Regions from separate parts of the Mus musculus genome. Here region 1 is linked to region 2. The links are chromatin contacts, called in public HiChIP or PLAC-seq maps. All regions are on one chromosome and are shown on one strand. The core of a region is the stretch at or near the end of the contact, and the rest is flanking DNA. Distances in the headings are between cores, read along the strand shown.

Region 1 (5,969 bases), core at 2,674-5,173, 320 kb after region 2:
CATCTATAATTATCTTCGTGGGTTGCACACATTTGAGGAAAATGACTTGGAGACCCTATCAAGGTTTTACAACCGCAGGACACTGGGCTTCTCACCAATCTCCCAGTCTCCCAGTCTCCCAGTCTCCCAGTCTCCCAGTCTCCCAGTCTCCCAGTCTCCCAGTCTCCCAGTCTCCCAGTCTCCCAGTCCCCCAGGTGTTGGAGCCAAGATTCACCTCCAGAAAAGGCTAAAGCTTACACTACACATTCAAACATGCAGTGTGCGCAGAGGCCCTCAGGAGTGCTCACAACACAACTAGGCAGGATCTCAACAGGTTTTCCCCTTTTGTTCCGTAGCGACTGTTGTTATAGTGACATTTACCATGTAGACCGCTTCTATGGCTAGTTCTGGACTTGATGTCAGTTCCTGTAACGTTCTTGTCACGCTCTACCTGGCCGTGGAAACCACAGAACCAGTTACATGAACTGCCTGTTTCTGGTTGCTGCTGCTACTGTTTTGGATTCTGAGTTCAGGGCTCTCTTCCTCCCAACCGTTCCTATGAAACGTTCTAGAAGACATTCAAGGTCTGAGCTATGATTTGTTTCCATCTTGGAGGAAAAAAGTGTTTATACTTGTCTGCTCTTTTGATATGGACATTATGGTTTCCACATGAACAAGAGTACATTTTCTAGTCTGAAAGCATTGATGTTTCCACATTAGTTTTTTGATATTATTGTTGTTGTTGTTGCTTGATTCTTTTGGTTTGGTTTGGTTTGGTTTTCTTTTTGTTGTTTGTTTGTTTGTTTGTTTCACTTTTGGTTTTGTTTTAGAAGAAGTCTCCCTGGCTGCCCTGGAACTTGTTATGTAGACCAGCCTAGCCTCTAATTCACAGATATCATCCTGCCTCTGTTTCTGGAGTGTTGGGGTTAAAGGAATATATCACTCTACTTAACAATCAATGACAAATGTATCAAACCATGCCTACCTTGAGGTAATATGTTTAGAAGTAGTATACTTGATGTGGATGTGATGAAGTCATTCACTCAATTCATTCATTCTTTTCTCCCACTGAGTAAATATTTATGGAATACCTTCTTGGTTTTATGTCTTAGATGAAACTCTAAATATAGAGTACTCAATACAAAGCTACAAGTAATACTTGCACTTAGCAACTTAGTCATTGAACCTTAGTGCTACCATCACCATTACAGAGCATCAGGGTGGATATGTGAAGCCTTACCAGGCGCCTGGAAGTACCTAATGACTTAGTTTCACCAGCAAATGACAGCCATGCCCAAGAAAGGCTTCTCTGACCACTTAGAGAAGGGCAATGATTTGACATGTATTCTGACCATATTTGGCTCTTCGTTATAAGGACTTCTGACCAACGAACTCAGATTCATAGGATTCATTTAACAACAATGTCAGTACTTATGTGCTGTCTGCTTCTAAGAGTTTACAAATGCAGAAGCATTGGCTCGAGCACGACTCGGCCACAAGTACTGCCCTGATGCTACAGATAAGGAGAAGGAGGCAAGAAGGGTTGAGTCATCTGCCAAGTATTTGGACAGTGTGACCACAGGAGCCACTATCTGCCAGTGTGACCCTAGAATCTACCATCAAATCCTAACATTATTTCCAACTACTTCAAGATTTCCATAAGCTTGCAGCCCCTTTGCAAGTGAGTGTCCCACACTTGGCATGTAGCAGGAATGTGCATGAGACTCTCTAGCTTGCTAATGGGCAGTTCTCACTAAAGCTCTGGCCCAGGAGTCCTTGGCTGGAGAACACCCTTGAGGTCTCACAAGCCAAGGGTAGGAAGAGTGGCTACTAAGCCTGCTAGTGAGTCCAAGTGCTCCTCTCACACATCTCTGGATGATTTGCTCAAGGAAATAACAATCATTTCCATTTCAAAACACCATTCACAAAATAACGTGTGCTAATTATGTAGCAAAACAGAGCAAATAAACAAACAACCCCCCCCCCAAAAAGCAAAAACCAAGAGAGGATAAAAGGGTACAAACTCACCCAGTACTCATCACCCAGTAATGGCAATGCCTCCCTGGACTTCTCTGTTATTTTTCTATGTATAACAAACACAGGCAAACATCTTTTTTTGTTTTGTTTTGCATCTGTGACTATATTGTACTGTGTGTCTATTCACACATGCAGCTTCATCTTCTGCTTTATTTAATATACCCCTTTCCTCACACACTAAGTCTTCTCCATAGCACGGCATTGAAGAGAAGCATAATTTCACACAGTGTAGACTTACTGTATTCTCCCACCGGCTACTGCTAACTAGTTAAGCCCATCTTTCACATATAACTGCATTATGATGCGCTGTGTGCTTCCTTTTCTAACTTGATGCTTTAATAACCATTGTAATTTCCTACAACTAAATTGTTCTAAAGCATTTGAACACTTAAATTTTTTTCCTACATAATTCTTTTTTTTTTGAGGGAGGTAGATGCCTTTCAAATAAAACATATTTGAAATAATTTTATTTTCTATTATAGTATTTGTACCATAAAATAATGTCATAAAGTATAGAACAGTGGAAATAAAATATGCCCACATGTATACAAGAACTCACAATTAGCCTACAAAATTATATCTAGCCATAAAGTAAGCATGCTAAGACCCTAGTATTTATATTAATACAGCCGGCCATACTTGTTAATGTATAAGTGTTTAATCTATCGGTACCCCCTCTCTTTTTTATCACCCAACTGCAAACTGGGTTCATTTTAGATAATTACCTTCAGTACTAAATGTATATTATCTGCCCAGTTAGGAAATAGATTGGAGGGAATTCAGAAATCAATAGTAATAAAGTAAACAGAGAGAATAGAATCTATTTCCGCTCTTACTATTTATTTGAATCTACTCTTCTAGAGACAGGGTCCCTGTCTAATGGATGTTGGACAGAGGACCACAAATAAACTCTGCTGGGAGCAGCTCTCCTTTAAGAATTGATCGCTGTTTCAGTAACTATCCTATTGTTTGAATATTAAAATGGCAGGTGCCTGTGGATGCCAGTGATGCTCTGGCTTCTGCTGTGCTCAGAATTGATTTCAGTTTCTCTTCAGTGTTTATACATCTAGCCCTCTGTGTGGCTGCTTTCGGCGCAACCTCTCTCTGGCCTTCATAAAGTGAATTTTTGACAGCAGATTGATGTTAGATTCACTGATGTTATGCTAACCACAATCTCATTGTCCAAAGGGAAATAAAATCCACTGTCCCATATTGCTGACAATAAAGGAAGCCCTCTATAAAGTGTCAGAGTTGGTGCCATCATGAGGAAAGATAATTTAATTCTCAAATTGGGACATGTCTATGGCTACTCCTTTAGCACAAATGTGGGAGAGTTAGTTTCCCTTGCCCAGGCTAAGAATATTCCAGTGGGCTAATGAGATTCAGAGAGGTGGCATTCCCAGACTCCCACAATCAAGAACATATTTCTGTCACATAGAGGAAACTCATACCCTGTGCTCTTTGGTGTGTGCTTAGTTTCTGCCTGTAATTGTCACTAGTTTCCCCCAATCCTAAAATGTATCAGCATTTATTTTCTCAAGAGTGCATCTTTCACTGTAGACTGGTCCGTCTGGTGTTTGAATGGCCTGATTTGGTTCATTCATCATTGAATTCGCAAGGCCAGGCTTATGGTGAACCAGGAAACTCCTTCGATGCTTCTGGAACTAGAGACCTTTTCGGATTTGAAGTTTTGGCTAAGGGAAACACAGCAAGATGCTGAGTTTATTTCCAGAGCACCCAGGAGATCGGCAGAGACTGCTTTGCATGTCCCAACATGCCTCCTCCTGTCATTTTCCTAATACTCCGTGACAATGGTTAAAAAGTTTCAAAGGGAGCCACGGAGTCCCGTGCATAAGCATTTGCATCCACTTGCCCTTTACAAAGTCGAGTCATACATGATGTCTTCATCATGTGAGCTGCCGAGTCACACACCCTTCTGATTTTAAGAGGCCATGTGCTCAGTGGGAGCTTGCGCTTGGCATCCTTCTGCTTCCAGACTCTTGCTTCTGTTGGCTGCTAAACTAGGCTGGCTTCCACAGTCCTTGGCCAGGTGATGGGCAGGAATCGACAGGAATCCTCTGGGTGCGCACCTCCGATTCCCGCTTAGGTCCTTCTGTTACGGGGAGAGAATGGAAAGTGAAATCTCAGAACAGCCCTGGCATTTCAGGAGAGAACTTTGCGCTTTGTTGTCCCCCACCCCCAACCCTACCCCTACCCCACCCCCACCTCCATCATTCTATGGCCCCTTCACATCCACCAGGCTCTATTTGCAAGCCCAGTCCTTTCCTCAGAGGGCACATCTAAAGCCCGATTAACTGGCAGGATGGTGTTATTTGTGATTCCTGTGCAAGGTGTCTCACGGCCCTGATTGGGAGGATGTCAATTTTGCAAGGACAGCATTATTTGTAGCATTTGCTGTTGCTTAGCCCCAGAGTGCTAGTTTGCTTGGGAAGGACGAGTGCTTAATATGCCCACTTCTTCCCTCTCTTGTCCCCTCTGCGTTCCTGCTGAATCTTCCTTTCTAAGCACGACCCTGAGACTGTTGCCCTTGTACCAGCCATTGAGAAGAGAAGGCGCTCCGGTGCAAATGGGTCATTAATGGTGAATCTGGAAGATAGCTAACTGATATGTGCGTTCAATTAAGATGAGTTTTTCACTTAAAGACTCCCCAGGAAGGGCAGCTTTCCCCTCAATTCTGGGCCATGAGCAGTTAATGAAGAAAGCATATCAGAATTCCACCCATGTTTCCCGAGGCTTCCTTGGTCCCATATAATTTTCAAGTTACTTTGATGAAGGAGAACTTGCAAGGTGAGATTAAACAAGCAGGAAGGTGATAATGGGGGAGTATGTGTCGTTTCTCATCTTTTCTATGGGTGACATCACCAGGCACTTGACAAATTTGTGTGTGTGTGTGTGTGTGTGTGTGTGTGTGTGTGCTCCAGTCAAATCCATTTGGGCAGGTTTGCTTTTTAAAAGTGTCTTACTAAATGCTAGTCTTTGTTTAGCACAGGGAGACACCAGCTCCTGTCTTCTGCATTGAATCTAGCCTATGTTTTATGGTTTGTCTTCTCCTGTGTTAGTCTAACGGAGAGACATCATTATCTACACCCAAAGAGACAGAGAGGGAAAACGAGAAAGGAAAGCTCAGAGCAGGCCAGATATTTCAGGGGAGAGCCATGCATTTTGTTGCCCCTCCCCCACTTCCACCCAGTTCTACAGGGGCAGTCCAGGTGAAGGGTGATGGTAGGTGGCCAGTGGAGACAGACTGTCTGTATTAACATCATAATTTAGGTCTCACTGGAGTGAAGCTTGGTCAGGACCCATCTGTCCTCTGTCCTGGACATGTACCTAGAAAAACAGTGATAACCACAGTAGAGGCTGCCCATAGCTAGCTAGCAATCCACAGTTGAAGCTCTAGTGCTTAGCATGCAGTCTCGGGCACACAGTTAACTATAGTGTGCATATGTGTTAGGGGGCTACTGTTCTTATCCCAGTTCCACTGTGAAGACTTTGGTAAAGCCAGAGATGTTTTGAATTTCATCAGTGTGGTCATAGTAGCCTTTAAAGGACATGTAGGCAATGGTTAAAAACAATATAAAAGTCAGGCCTGGTGACACTGTAATGACAGTGACTCAAGGAGGGCAAGGCAGAAGGGCCACAAGCTTGCCTAGGCTACGGACTGAGTTCACGGCCTGCTCAGGCAACTTGGTGAGACCTTGTCTCAAAACAAACAAACAAACAAACAAACAAATGAAAAAGAAGGCCACAGATGTTGCTCAGCGCTTGGTCAGCTTGTTCAAAGCTCTGGGTTCAATGGCTAGGACAGTTCAAAACAAAACAAACAAATAACAAACAAATAACAAGATAGAAGCACTTGAAAACTTCAAGAGACAGCTCCAGGGTACTGGCTGGGCTCCATATCCTTGGCTGTTCATCCTTGCAGATGCGTCCTT
Region 2 (5,310 bases), core at 1,900-4,399:
GAGTGGCACCTTTTTAGAAGGAAAGGAGCAAGCCCCGGTTTAAAAAATGTAACCTAAGTAAATCGTAACCTCGTCTGTGTTACTGTTCCCCCAACCACAGCTCTATCATTTTAGCCTTCTACAATTAACACGCCATTAGACTGCCCTCTCCATGTAGAGCTGCGTGTGGCTGTAGCAGAACAGGAAACAGGAAGATGGATTTCAGGAACAGGCCAAGCACTAGCTATACATCATCGATTTGCATTTCGTATCTGCATATGTTTGGATTATGCTGGAGAGAATTCTATTCCTGAACTACTTAGAGATATATTATGCCTCTCATGCGCAGGGCCCCCCTCTATTAATGCAGTTTATATTTTCCTTGTTTTTAAAATTCATTGGTCCAAAGTGCTTTATTATGCTGGTTGGTGTGCTTTACTGCTCGCGTTCTCTCTATTTTTCAGAAACATAAAAATAGCAAAAAATAAAATTCTCAAGCCATGGAAGGCAAATGACGCTGTTTGTACCGAGTGGCTAAGAGGGAAAGCCATATTCCAAATGTCATCTTGCTAATGTTACAGATTACTGCTCTCTCCGGCTGCCTATAGATGTGGAAGGGGTACTGTTTGTTTACAGGCTACCATGACCCCATTACACAAACCTGTCATCTATTGTGTGGCTAACAGTCTTTTAAATTGCAAATCTGATGCTCTTTAGGGGGCTTTAGGAAAAAAAAATTCTCACTTTCCATACCATCCTATTTCTCTTGATTTCTTGCCTGTTGTAAGTGGAAGTTGGGATGTGCTGAATTTGCACCAGGGGTGCAAATGCAGCCTCAATTATAAGCATAAAATTAGAATCTGTTCACCATTAATCAGCCTGGCTAATTGCTATGCACCACCATTAGCCATATGGTGTGAAAGACAGCTTGCTCTCCCCAAGATAAAATTTCTTCATTGCAGACATGAAATAGTGAAGGCCCTGGATTTTAAAATAGCTTGTTTTAGATATTTAATTTCTAAACAACTTTCTGCAGTGCTTTCTGTCAAAGCTAACGGCACAATAAAACTTTGCGTTGATGTCACAAAAGCTGTATGTTTATAGTACACTGGCTATGATGAAGGAGACAGAATTTCGATCCACAAGAAAGGGCTTGGTGCGTTCTGTTCATTACAGGCAAATGGAAGGGAAAAGGAAACGATAAGCAAGGGACAGTCCTGTCTCAGGTGCTGTAAATTAAGAAGAAGGGGGAGGAGAAGGAGAGAGAGAGAAAAAAAACATTGTGTTTTGTGGAGAAGGTGACCCCATTGTGTGACATGGCTAAAGAAATTACCATCATTAGTTTATAATTGTTGACACTGAGAGAAAAACTCTCTTTGATTTGAAGATGCAGAGCACTTCTGCCTTTGGTGACTTAGAATATCACACCAGTCATTTATGGTTGTGAAGTTCTACAGATAATATGGCTCTATGAATCCTTTCATTTATTTTTTTAAGAGTGGGATTCTATAAGGGGTTTGCTTATATGAGTACCCTAACTTCTGTGTTTCAATGCAAATGAAAACTGGGGACTCAGCTTAGTAGGGGGACTTGATACCCAGCTCTCCAGCAGACTTCAGGCGGCAGGAGTTCTTCATTTCCAGTACCCAGGGAGATGGCAGGCCAGAGGCACCTATCTAAGGAAGGTGCTTGCTTGCTTGCTTGCTTGCTTGCTTGCTTGCTTTATTTATTTATTTAACATAAGTACACTGTAGCTGACTTCAGACGCACCAGAAGAGAGAGTCAGATCTCATTATGGATGGTTGTGAACCACCATGTGGTTGCTGGGATTTGAACTCATGACCTTTGGAAGAGCAGTTGTTGCTCTTAACCATTGAGCCATCTCTCTAACCCCCAGGTTCTTGCTTATTTTATTTTGCAAAAGAACCTTGAAACTCTCAAGGCTAGCCTGCTTATGTGATAGGGTGGGTTTTTGTGTTTTTTCCTTACTTGTTTGCAGGTTTAGTCTGATTGCCTCCACTCAGTTATGTGTGGCTTTCCCAGGGAAGCACCTCTGGCCATTGGCCCAAGTCATAACCCCTTATAAGTTGTCCAGGGTACCGGGTGCTTTTAACTCCATAGGACACCCTGCCTTTGCAATGACACCTACTCTCTGTTTTTATTCAGCCAAGCCCTTTAAAAGGCAGGAAGTGACTCAGTGGACTCCAGGCTTCAGCTGTCCCATTTGTGAAATGGGGTTTTAAATGTTATCTCCTAGGGTGGTAGTGAAGGTTAAACGCTATAGTCCCTATAAATTCTTACCTTGATGCTTGGCAGAGTCAGAATGGAAATACTGTTATGACTTGAAGCAGTATTAATAGAAGCAGTAGTAGAGAACTCATCTGTGCCTGGCCAAGTTTGGTACTTTTTGGCTCTAAGTAGCTGATGGTAAGAAAGCATTGAAGGGAGGTTTGGTGTCTATCAAACCTGGATGTACCTGGTTCCCTACAGTTGTGGTGATGATGTATCTTTATTGTTAGTACCTTCTATGTGCAAAGCCTTGTGGAATTTAGAGTAAGGAAATTTCATGCCATAGTGGGAAAGCTTGAAGATGGAAGCTTTGAGCAGCTAATGAGACGTCACTGGGCAAAGGGTTTGATGTGATGGTGGGTAAAGGACTCTGAGGATGGAGAGGAGGGAGGAAATATTTGTAGGTGAGTCATATCAGTGTGTGTGTGTGTGTGTGTGTGTGTGTGTGTGTGTGAGAGAGAGAGAGAGAGAGAGAGAGAGAGAGAGAGAGAGAGAGAGAGAGAGAGAGAGAAGATGGGAGAGGGATTTTAGAGGCCACCTAAAGAAGTGTTTGTGGTCTAAGCAGGGTTGCTCTGTGAAGGTTTACAGCAGAGCAGTCTTGTGGCCTGGAGCTGGCGAGAGGGACTTGGTGAAAGATAACCAGCTTCAAACTCTGCTTCTCAAAGGCAAGAACTGAGGCTCTGTGGAAGATGAGGTTGAGAATTCAGAATAAGAAGAGAGGACTCAATGATTCCATTCTTGAGAGGAATGCTCATATTGAATAAGAAGGTCACACTGTCGAATTAGAAAGAACTTTGAGTATATAGGGTTCCAAGAATGAAAGGAAGGGGGGCAGGTCAAGGTGGAGAAATCAACCACAGGAATTTTAGGGCCAATGAGACATGGATGGGCACAAAGAGAAAAAGCCCCAGGTCACTGGTGACTCACGAAGTAGAGTCATGTAGGCACCCTAAGTCTAATCTCAGGTTTTTTTGTTTTTTGTTTTTTGGTTTTTTTTTTGAGACAGGGTTTCTCTGTGTAGCCCTGGCTGTCCTGGAACTCACTCTGTAGACCAGGCTGGCCTCGAACTCAGAAATCTGCCTGCCTCTGCCTCCCAAGTGCTGGGATTAAAGGCCTGCGCCACCCCTGTCCGGCTTTAATCTCAGTTTTTATAGGCCCACATGGCATGAAGTACTGGCTACTCTTACAGTAAGAATATTGATTGGGAGAGAAATGAACTCTAGATAAAGGAAAGAAAACTACACAATGCTTACAAAGATGGAGCGAGTCAATCAGGAGAAAAGAGTGCCAGGTATTAACCCCAGCAGTACACAAGGCCATGAGTGCCCAGTCAAGGAGACAACAGGATTCAGCACTTGAAGGTTGAGTGTTCTGAAGACAGGCAACCTTAGGTGTGAGAGGATGGCAGAGGCCAGTGGAGTCTATGTAGCAGATTCCTTCAGAACTTATCTCCTTCACAGGTATTAACCAGAGTGCCCTGGTAATTTACATAGCTCATTCTGTAGCCACTTAGGATGAATAGGGCAGGAATCGTAATTTCTACTGGGATGCTCAGTTTAGCAGGGAGTGGTTGCACTTCTCTGTAATTCCTGCACCTGGGAGGCAGAGGCAGAGGCAGAGGCAGAGGCAGAGGCAGAGGCAGAGGCAGAGGCATCTCTGTAAGATTGAGCTAGCCTGTGTTGGATAGTGAGTTCTGACCCAATCAGAGCTATGTAACAAGACTTTTTTTCCTATATATTTTATTATTCATTCATTCATTCATTCATTCATTCATTCATTCATTCATTCAGTTTCTATCAAGATGGAAGTCCCCCTCCCTCTTTTCCTCCCAGTCCCACCCTCACAACCCCTTCCCTCCATTACCCACTCTCCTTCTCCTCAGTTCTTAATTGTTCCCACCCAAACGGCCCATGTCTCCAGTGGCAAGAGGCTCTACTTACAGTGCTTGAGATGAGGATCTGCAGACTCCAAGGCTAGGGAGCATTCAGATGTTTCCTGCTCTGATTTATGAGCTTGTGAGTCAGCTCGCTAGAAATCTGCCACCTGTGTTAGACGTTAAGCGAGGGACTCCTAAATCTGCCTTTCCCCTCAGTGTGCAGTGGAGATACATGGACCTGCTGGTGAAAAGGTTGCTGTTCAAGTCTCCAGTACACATAGCCCACACCAGGTGTGGGGGGACCTACTGCTGTGACTGGCCACATGGCTGTCCTGTCATTTGGGTTGCAGATTAAAAAGGGATGCAAAGCAGGCACCTGCCTGTTTTTTTTTTGGGGGGGGGGTGGATCTTGATCTTGGGCAAATCAAATCAGGGAAATCCAAGTCCTCTCAGTAGCTGCCTGCTGTAGGAAACATGTGCCGAGCCCATGCAGGCACAGATGGCAGGAGACTGAGAGATGCTATGTGAGTGGATGGGGGCTTCAGGCATGCCCACTCTGTTTGCTTTGACCAACATGGTTTCTTTTCCTGGTAAGTGCTTCAATGGTATCATTTATGGGGTTGCTTCAGTATAAGCCCTCTTCTGCCTAGACATTAGGGATTTTGTTCTTTCAGCTCGTCCCTTCCAGTTAATGCCTCCCATCTTGGATATAGCAGAGTTCAGTGCCCATCTCTCCTTGTTTAACTTTAGTGGACAGAAGTGAATCAGGTCTGACTGAGGTGGAAGAATTATCACAGTAGATAGTCATAGGTTTGAAGGGCAGCTCCAGTCATTCGTTTGTTTATTTTAGTCATTTTATTTTTATTATTTTTTATTCACTTTACATCCAGATGATCCCCCTCCCAGTCCTCCTTTAGCAGTCCCTCTCCCCCCTTTTCCTCTGAGAGGATAGAGTCCCCCCAGTATGCTCCCCCAATATCAAGTCCCTGCAGGGCTAGCTTTATCCTCTCCCACTGAGGCCAGACAAGGTAGCCTATTTAGGGGAATGTAGTCCACAGACAGGCAGCAGCTTTAGGGATAGCCCCCACTGCAGTTGTTGGGGGAATACCATGAAGAGTGAGCTACATGTCTGCTACATATGTAGAGGCCTAGGCCCTGTCCTTGTA

The links. HiChIP or PLAC-seq counts read pairs in DNA pulled down with a chosen protein or histone mark.
Region 1: a CTCF HiChIP or PLAC-seq map of the NIH/3T3 cell line shows a contact between it and region 2, with 6 read pairs. The contact joins two enhancer-like sites.

Annotation. Positions count from the first base shown.
Region 1 is chr11:44,950,143-44,956,111 of GRCm38.p6, forward strand. The region is part of intron 10 of Ebf1 (early B cell factor 1); the gene reads left to right. Among named protein-coding and RNA genes, the nearest start is that of Gm51859, 140 kb to the right of the region's middle. Within about 2 kb of position 3,924, at least 10 of the 459 cell types and tissues checked have an H3K27ac peak or open chromatin away from gene starts, as enhancers often do. A contact at or near this core is called in the NIH/3T3 cell line, where this site is marked.
Region 2 is chr11:44,634,147-44,639,456 of GRCm38.p6, forward strand. All of the region lies in intron 5 of Ebf1 (early B cell factor 1), which reads left to right. Among named protein-coding and RNA genes, the nearest start is that of Ebf1, 19 kb to the left of the region's middle. Within about 2 kb of position 3,150, at least 7 of the 459 cell types and tissues checked have an H3K27ac peak or open chromatin away from gene starts, as enhancers often do. A contact at or near this core is called in the NIH/3T3 cell line, where this site is marked.